2 separate regions of the Astyanax mexicanus genome follow, and region 2 is linked to region 1. The links are chromatin contacts, called in public Hi-C maps. All regions are on one chromosome and are shown on one strand. The core of a region is the stretch at or near the end of the contact, and the rest is flanking DNA. Distances in the headings are between cores, read along the strand shown.

Region 1 (4,766 bases), core at 649-3,148:
TGGGTACCCAAATAGTTTTTTTTTTGCATTTTTCCTTCAATTTTTCCTCCCGGAGTACGAATTGTTCAAGGACTGTTTCAATTCCTTTTTTTTTTTGTCTACTTCACAAACATTTAAAGGAACTGTTCTCTGGAAAACAATTATATACTTTTCAAGGTTAAAGAGCTCTTCAATATTGTTCAGTGAATATATTTTTTTTTATTTGGGTTTAATTACATTCATACAAGGTGAATTCAGGGAAGTGTGACAGTGTACATTTTATATAAATATATGTATATATTTTTTTTATTTTTATACACATATTATTTTCATAAGTGTCTCTATATATATATAACATGTAATTGAAATATTTTACTCATTGCTGAGAGAAAGAAACGCTCCAGTCCACTAAACTCTTATTAAGTTGGACACAGGTAGTACACTGCTACCGACCCAAAAATAAATGCCCTTCACTACCAGTTGTATCAGTTTCTTTTGTGGCTCATTTATTTGGCTTGGAACATTTTAAAGTTTGGTTACATTTTCAGCAATTACAAGTTTTCCTTACAATTGTCCATCCTGTAGCTGTTAAGCAGCTTGCCATGCATGCAAATAAAAAAATAAAACCCGATTTATAAGGACAAATATTTCTGTGTAGTGATGAAAAATGATGAACACTTTAAAAAAAAACAAAAAAAAAAACATCTTGAGTCTTTTTTTTTGTTTTTTTTGAGAGCAAAAAGGAGAGAATAGTATTCTGATAAGGCCCCTATAAACAATGTACTGCTCCTCTTAGTTTAGTTTGCATTAAAGCAGTAATCCAACATAACTTAACTAACATAACAAATCAAATGCAGGGAATGTAAAATGTAATGCACAAAAATTGTATTTAACAAAATTCGATTTACCGTATATTACATGTTTATGACATTTAGAGGCGGATTTAAATCTTTGTAAATGTCTCATAATTTTTTTGTTAAATTTAAAATGTCTAGGTGTGGTCTCTTGTATGAATGAATGCCATGTGAGCTGTTTTTTGTGAACAAAAGCTCCTGTCTGACGAGACGGTGTCGCTGCCTGGCCTTAGCGCAGATTGTGGGCGGTCGCGATCCAAGGCAGGTGAGGCCATTAATACTAATTTATGGGTTGACGTAGACACTGTGCTTTTTTTGATCGACTCGTGTTTTGTTAAATACTACTGCAGACAATGGACGTTGAAGAACAGTTTCATGTGCAGCATGCATTTACAACTCAGAGAGACCTATTGTATTTTACAAAGAACGAGAAAAAGTGGATTTCAGCGGAACAACACCTTTAAGACAATTTAACCATTTAAGACTTTTTAAGGAGCTGCAGACACCCTGAATTGTCACGTGGCATTCCTGCAGAAATTATACACTTCTAAATGCACAGGATTAAAAAAAACGTTTTCACACAGTCGTATGTAGCTTCTGATCGAATGCACTGTATATTTGACTGTATACTATCTTCACTGTGGATCTCTCTCTCTCTCTCTCTCTGTCTCTGTGTGCACTGATCAGGCTGTAGTGTATAGATCCTATTCTTATTTTTCCCGGCACTAGACTCCGCCCCTCTCTGTGTGTAAACCTGACACCTACACCAGCTCCTCCAGCCTTTTATTTCTTTTAACACCTGCATTCCGGAAAACTCATCCTCCTGTGCTGGGATTGGCTGGAAATGTCACTTTTTACTTTTTTTCTCCTGGATTGGTTTAGAGGTGTCCCTCTCCTGCTTTACGATTGGCCATCCGGTGTTGAGTCCTTCTACTGATGTGATTGGTCAGTCGTTTTTCTGTATGAGAAGCGATGGGAGTATTTGGCTTTTAAAAGTTCGGGAACTACCAGCCAATCGCGGCGCCGGTGGGCGGGGCGAGGCGGAATGCGGGTGTGGAAAAAACGCCACCCCACACACGGCTGTCCCAGCGGAGGAGCCCAACCTCCCCGCAAGTCCGAAAACTTTGTCCTGCAGGGGGAAGAAAAAAGAGCGGAGCGGGAGCAGAGCGGAGCCGGGGCGATAAGTGGAAATCGAGGAACTATAAAACCGCCCCGGTTGTTGGCCCACAGCGGGGTGAAGCGGAGGGGCAGGCCGAAAAAAAGATACGGCGTGAAGGATGTGGGTCTGGTACCTCCTGCTCGGTTCGGGCACGGGCTCCAGCTCGGTCGGTGAGTCCGCATGCTGGCGCGCGCAGGCTGTGTGCAGCAGCAGTGTTTTGAAGATTTGAAGAGCTTGCGGACTCCGATATAACTTACCTAGCTCTAGTTTAACTCGCGCTAACGTTCATAACTTAACTCAACGTTAACTCACTGATGTAGTTACACTAACTAGATAGATAGGTTGCCTAGGTTACCAAGCTAGCTAGCTAAGTTAACCTAACGTTAGCGCGGACGGTTTTAACAGTAAGTTTGTGGCTGTGGCTAGTCTGGTCACTTTCTGCTGCTTGTCTTGGGCAAGTTGGAGACAATTTAAAGGGCCAGCCTCTCCAAAAAGCTCAAAAAAAGTGTGGGAAGAGTGTGAGAAGTGTGACAGCGGTGTGTGAAGCTGCTGCGTCTGCTGAGTTTTTACGTCTGACGCCGTAACGTTACCCTACACTACAGTGTTTACATTGAGAAAGTGAGCGCAGTGGACTGGACTGGAGTGAGTGTGTGAGAAGGGGGTCAGCTATGGTTGCAGTACAGTGACAAGAGTCAATTAGCTAGCTTATATAGCTAGAGCAGAAGTGAATGTAACTATGTAAGTTAGGTTACATTCATCTATCAAGAACTTTATTTATTATTCAATATAACTCTCACCTCCAGGTATAAAGAGCTTTAATATAGGTTTAATATATTCTGACTTAATGCTGCCAACATGAGCTTAAAGTTCCTAATAGTAAGTTACATCCAACTATCAGGAGCTTTAATGACCTAAGCTGCAAACCTGATACATCTAGCTGTTAGGAGTTTAAGTTCAAAATAACCTGATTTTAAGCTGCCTACAGGTTTTTAAAAAGTGTTTTAGATTCTATGTTTTTTTTCTTACATTCAGCTGTCAGGAGTTTGAGTTTAATGCACTCTGACTTTAATCACAAGCTTAAAGCTCCTGATAGTAAGTTACATCTTATGTCCAACTACCAGGATCTTAAATTGACTTAAGCCACTAACCTGGTTTTAAATGGTGTTTCAGAATGTACTTCGCATCTTCAGATTGAAAATTGAAAGCTTCCAGCAGGAGCTCATAACAGTATCCAGCTATCAGGAGTTTGGGTTCACTATAACCTGACATTTTAAGCTTCCAACAGGTTCTTGAGATGTGTTTTAGAATCTACATTGCATCTTACATTCAGCTATCAGGAGCTTAGGGTTAATATAACCTGACTTTTTAAGCTGCCAAAAGGGTTTTTAAATGGTGTTTAAAGGGCTTCCACTCACCTACACTCCTCCCCTGTGCGTGCTGCCTTGTTTCTGTAGTCCAGGACTTTTCTCTGGTTGAGCTGCACTGATTGAGCAACAGATGGCTGCGTCCCGCCAGGTAGTGATAAGCCTCGTCCCACATGTTTTTCAAGGCCTGTGTAGTAAAATAAGTTGCTTTATACAGGAGCTGCAAACATCCAAAAGGCTTTTATATCAGAGCTTTAATTCATCACTGTCAGTCTGTTGCTGATAGTGCAGGTTTGATTCAGTACTCCACATTCCTGCATTCTGCATGCATCCATACTCTTGTTGAGTAAACACAGACAGTTTTTTTTTATTTCTATGTACACTTTATGCTGATTCATCAATGCTTCTTCATTGTATCCACTAAAATTAAGGGCATAGAAAAACAGTTATTGTCTCTTATGTCCAGCAAAAACTTTCTGCTACATTTTGGTGCATTACTGTCAAGATCTACTGTCAAGATTATGATTTTGGATGACCCCCCAACTCACTTCATTCAACTCCGATCTCTGAAGTATTGGATAGAGCTCCATCAATCCAAAGAACATGGTTGCTGCTTGAGTGATGTACCTCTTTATCCCATGCCCTGTGTTCAACATGCTCCTGAGAGTTTTATTCTATTGGCAGTACTTCTTTACAGTCTGTATGCATTTGCCCACCTGTCTCAGCAATGGGTGCACTGGTCTCAACACATCCATTAGAATAAGTGTCCATGCACATTTTAACATTATTAGGTTGGTTTCCCAAAAGAGATTTATTTTAATAGAAAACCTCTTTTCAAAATGCTATGTAGTTGGATTTCTGGCTTCACTACAACAATTAGTATTCAATACAGTTTTAAGTGTAAACGCACCACATCCAATAATTTAAACCGCCAAAAGTGACCATTTTATTCCAATGATGATTCTTTAGTGGTAGAGCGAGCATCGCACAAAATACAATTCACTCTCTCCCAGTAAAGAGGATCTTAACATTAACAGGCTTTCAGGAAACTGAGCCAACAATATTAATCAATGTGTTTATGAAGGCAACCAAAAGTGTACAGGCCATTTACTCTCTCAACTCATCACTGATTAATAAAGACAGCTTTTAATTTCCTGCTGATAGATGGCATCAAACTGTGGGAAATGAGCATTGATATGTTTTTCAGTATTGATATTTGTAGCTAATATTTTACTTTCAAACTTTGATAAACTAGACTACTGCACAAAATAACATGCATATGATTTATCTCACCGTATTTTTCACCCTGTATACATAAATGTTAATTACAATCCCAGTGGATTTGAATCTGTTTTTAGGTTTGATGATTAATATTAGCATCAGCCCAAATAAATTTGGTCTCATAATTGT
Region 2 (4,766 bases), core at 952-3,451, 220 kb before region 1:
AACAGGTCTCAGACTTTGAAACAGAAGAATTAAAGCCACTATGGGTTATTTTGTGTGTCAGTGAAACAGTATATTAACATGCCCAAAAAGGGATGGTTGCTTTGATCTGCTAGTAAGTTGCCCCACCCCCCACTAACCCATAAAACTTATTTTAGGCTTTGTCATTTTTTTGCATCCTTATAATTTTGCAAGTAATAATACATTTAAGGAACTCAACATGTGAAATGTGCATACAGGGTCTCCAGCATAGAATGTGGATGTGATTTACATACCTGTCAAATTTTAGATTAAAAAATAAGGGATATTTTCCTCTGTCCGCTTAAAGTTGTCCCACCAGCCCAACGTAGGTTCAGTATCCCTTACATTTTAAGACAGGTTTACAAAAAAAATCTAAAATAACCACATGTGAACCACTTACACACAATTAGATTATCAGAATCTGAAATGTTGCGGACATTCCTACATATGTCATTCTTTTAATACAGCCAAATTAAAAACACTTTTCCAAATATTTTTTTAAAAGTTAAGATTTCATGTCTTTTTGGCATAAATGCACTCTTTTTATAATATATTTTTTATTTATTTAATGGATTTAAAATTGAACAAAGGGTGCACAAATTCTGCAAACTGAATCTTTTGATCACTCCACCCCTGATCAGTTTAGTTAATTTTTAACATTTCTAGTTCAAGCTGTATTTTCTATTTTATTTTAAAAGGTTTAATCTGTGTGTTTTATTTCAGAGACGAGTATTTTTAAGCAGCTATCAGAAAAATCTCATCACAGTTTACATGATTAGCCTACCGTTCCCTTTCTTTTAGAAAAATCGCTGTATATCCAGATATGTTTAAACATGAGCTGCTCCGACTAGCTGCCTGTGGCTTCCCCACAACTGACCCTCCTTTGCAAGCTGATTGGCTGTTTCTCCTGAAAGGCGGGACTTTCTCCTTGAACCGGCTGCACGATTGGTTAAGAGACACAGAGCAGTCAGCTCCCTGTCTCCTCAATAATATATATTTTTTTATTTTAATATAATACGGGAAATTTACGGGAAAATACTAATACGGGAGGACAGCGGGAAAGAGGAGTAAAATACGGTAGTTTCCCGGCCAAAACGGGAGACTTGACAGGTATGGATTTATCTGTTTTCATGGACAATTTTAGCCAAAAGATGCCAGTCAAGTTCATTATGACCCACTGCGCTGTCAACTGTGGTTGGTGATGAAGAGTGTGGAATAAAGGAATGTTAAATGCCTACACAGAACTACAGAAAATTAATTTCCCATCCATCTGGCACCCAAGATCAGGCCTCCAATAAGTCCAGTTGCTTTGCCTTGAGTACGCTGGTCAATGTTCAGCTTCACACACAAGATAACACCTTGATAACACACCACATACAGGGGTAGGTGTGATATTAAAAAAAAAACAGCACAGTATCTCCAACACATGAGAAATACCTGAATATATTTTAGTTTGTAAATCATATATTACAGTTTTAAAGGGGACCTATTTTGAAAAAATCACTTTTTGCATCCTTTTGTATTTCCATTCGGGTCTGGACTGCCACTATAAACATCCTGGCACCACCCCTCACCTGTAAGCATGTACTAGCTTGTTCATGTTTTGCAGTTTAGCACAAGCCAACACTAACACGTGGTAACTGCTAAGCTTATACATGGTGCATGGCCATCAGCAGCTTGTTTGCATAAAAGTGACAGAGCCCTTAAACGGCCTAATCTGGAAGGGAGGTGGTAAGATCTCTTTATGTGAGAGTGATTTTGTTCATAAAGCTTCATGAGCATGTGTTATATGGCCCAAACATCATAATAACTTGTATAATAAAAAATGTATAATATGTTCCCTTTAAAATAAAAGTTGTGTCTTAGGTTTGAGCTAAAATCTCTGGAAAATAACTCATTTTACTGTTGTGTTAGAATCCACCGCTTTTGTTGCATCGGCTGGTGCCTGTTTGTTTCCCACCTTCATTGAGACAAGTCCCGCCTTATGCTGCGCTGTGATTGGCTAGTAGCTAGTCAGCGTGCGAGACTGGCCAGTCACAGTGAAGAGGGCAGAGCTTTGCGCAGAACGGGTGTGAAAAAAAACAACAATAAAGAAAGAAGTCAGCCAATAGCTTTGGTGGAGGGGGTCACGTGGTGTTTCGCCTTTCTGTGGGAGCGGAGCGGAGCTTGGCTCAAAACTCAGTAGCCAACGGTCGCGGAGAGAAAGAGAGAGGAGGCGAGGTGTGTTCAGTACAGCGGAGAACAGCAGCGCGCTGCGAGCAGGGAGCTGAATTAGAAGCAGTGCAGTGGAAGAAGATAAAGACGGGTCTGCTTTGTTGTGTTTGGCGGTAGCGGCGGAACACACACACTTAGAACAGAGACAGGAGAGGAGAAGTGAGGAGAGAAGTGTGTGACTCTCTTTATTATAAGTGTTCCAGTGGGGTTCCTGTGGGGCTGAGTCTCGCAGCCTCGTGGATGGAGAACACGTAGCTGAAGTCCGGTGTGAAGAGTGTGTGCGGAGCGGATGGATATGAGGGCGGTTTCGGTGAACTCGCTGGCGCTGCTGCTCCTCTGCTCGCTCGCCTGCGTGCTGCACCTGTTTGGCGGCTTGGAGCGGCGCCTGGAGCGGCGGGAGCGGGAGCTCGGCCCGTCCTCCGCCAAAACTTTCCGAGCGCTGCTCGCCGTCCCGGCCGTCGCGCGGTCTAACAACCTCAGCGCGGGAATTACCACCACCACCACCACCACCAATGGGAGCACCGGCGTCCAGCGCGACCCCCTACCCCTGGAGGACGGCGTGTTCTGGAGCCGCAGCCTCGAGGCTCGCCTGCCCGCCGGCTTCAGCGAGGACCGCGCGCGGTTATGGAGCCAGCGCGCGCGCGCCCAGCGCGTGGTCTCCCTCGAGCCGGGTTGCGGCAGGACGTCCAACCAGCTGGCCACGTTCTCGGACGGGAGCAAAGCGTGCGTGCGCTACGGCATCAACGCGGAGCAGGTGCAGGGAGAGACTCTTGCTTATTACCTGGCGAAGCTGCTCGGCATCTCCAACGTGCCCCCGCTCGTGCTCGCGCAGCCCAGCAGCGCGGAGCAGCAGTGGGCGCACGTGAGGCAGCGCGTGGACGGCTTGCAGTGGTCCGGACGGGCCGTGGTGTCCATGACCGAGTGGATCGCCAACTTGAGCGGGGTGGTAACCCCCTCGCCCCTCCGGCCGGACAGCAGCGGCCTGCGCCCTACTATGGACCTGGGCAACCGGACAGAGGCGGAGCTGCTCGAGCTCGTGCAGTGGAGCGACCTGGTCGTGTTCGACTACCTGACTGCCAACTTTGACCGGCTGGTCAGCAACCTGTTTAGCCTGCAGTGGGACTCCCGAGTCATGGAGCGCAACACCAGCAACCTCCTCAAGACGCCCCAGGGCGTCCTGGTATTCATAGACAACGAGGCAGGCCTGGTGCACGGCTACCGCGTGCTGGACATGTGGGAAAGGTACCACAGCTCCGTCCTGAGGTCTGTCTGCATCTTCAGGAGGAGGACGGCCCAGAGGGTCGCTGCACTGCACCGGTACCGCGATGCCCGGGCACGCCTCTTTGACCTGTACCGGGACAGCGAGCCGCTGGCAGCAGAGCAGGGCTTTTTGTCCGATGAACATGCCAGGATATTACAGGACCGGATAGACAGAGTGTACAGGCACATACTGCACTGTAAAGGAAAGTACAGCCAGCTGTAATTTTTCTTTTTTTTTTTTTTTTTTTTTTTTTTACAATAGGTGCACACCCTTTCCCAAAAATCTGAGAATGACGAGGACCACTGGTTGCGAAAGTAACTGATGCAAGCAAAACCTGTATTCTACTTTCTGTAACTTTTCAGCATCTGGCTGGACTATCTCCTGTGGGGACGAACCTTTAATGTGTTGAAGTGAATATTTGTTGAATTTTTAATGAGGAGAACAATGTTGTGTTTAGTTTATAAGTCTTAAACTACAAAAGAAAGTTTAAACTAGAGGTGGATGATATGGATACAAATCATATATTATATCTCCATATTTAAAGAGTCTTTTCATCCAAGTTACTGCCATTAAATTACTGCCCAGTATTGAGTACAGTGATTTTTATTTTTTGTTAAACTTTGCTCGACTCTATTCAATCAAACAGGACTAATAATGAACACACTTTGTGTTGGTGGACACAGTTGGTGCAGTTGGACGGTGTTTTTTAATCACCCGTGAAATCAACTATTTGCTTAAAATGTTAACAATACAGTCATATATCCGCATATCGCCCACCTCTAGCTTAAATCCACAGGAAAGACAAAGCACATTGCTTGTAATAGAACTAATCAGTTAGGCAATGCAATACAGGCCTATCTCCAGTCACACGTTGAACACAGACTTAACTGTTGTAGGTTGCTGCTTCCACCATTTTTTGGTGACGTTATTCTTACATTGTTATTTTATTTGATAGATGCAGAGCTACATCCCAGTTAACAGGAATCTGATCACCAAGTGTTCTGTTAAGTGTTTTATTGGCGTATGCTTTGTTGTTAAAATACTTTGGAGAAGCTCTTGGTTGCTGTAGCGCTGCACTTGGTTTAGGATATATGACTGATTTACACTAGCTGCGTTCCAAAGCCTTGGCTGCAGTCAGGGTAGGGTAGGTAGGTTGTGAACACTGTTGATCACACATCTGGAACAGCTTAATGAGGTTTTGTGATAACGGCACCAGAACTGTTACATTTGTGATGCACAAATATGGGTGCTTTTTAATTTCTTCACAGGAATG

What was found. A called contact is a pair of places that touch in the nucleus more often than the background predicts.
Region 2: a Hi-C map of muscle shows a contact between it and region 1, with 8 times the contacts expected there. The contact joins the promoter of fjx1 here to the promoter of ldlrad3 in region 1. A contact is called at or near these places in 2 of 3 Hi-C or Micro-C datasets (both in muscle).

The regions. Positions count from the first base shown.
Region 1 is chr2:59,671,528-59,676,293 of AstMex3_surface, reverse strand. ldlrad3 (low density lipoprotein receptor class A domain containing 3) reads left to right here and starts at 1,898. Exons shown (of 6, transcript XM_022672167.2): 1 at 1,898-2,162. The coding sequence starts at 2,111.
Region 2 is chr2:59,894,734-59,899,499 of AstMex3_surface, reverse strand. It overlaps fjx1 (four-jointed box kinase 1), which reads left to right and starts at 2,201. Exons shown (of 1, transcript XM_007228159.4): 1 at 2,201-4,766. The coding sequence starts at 2,522. The coding sequence ends at 3,715.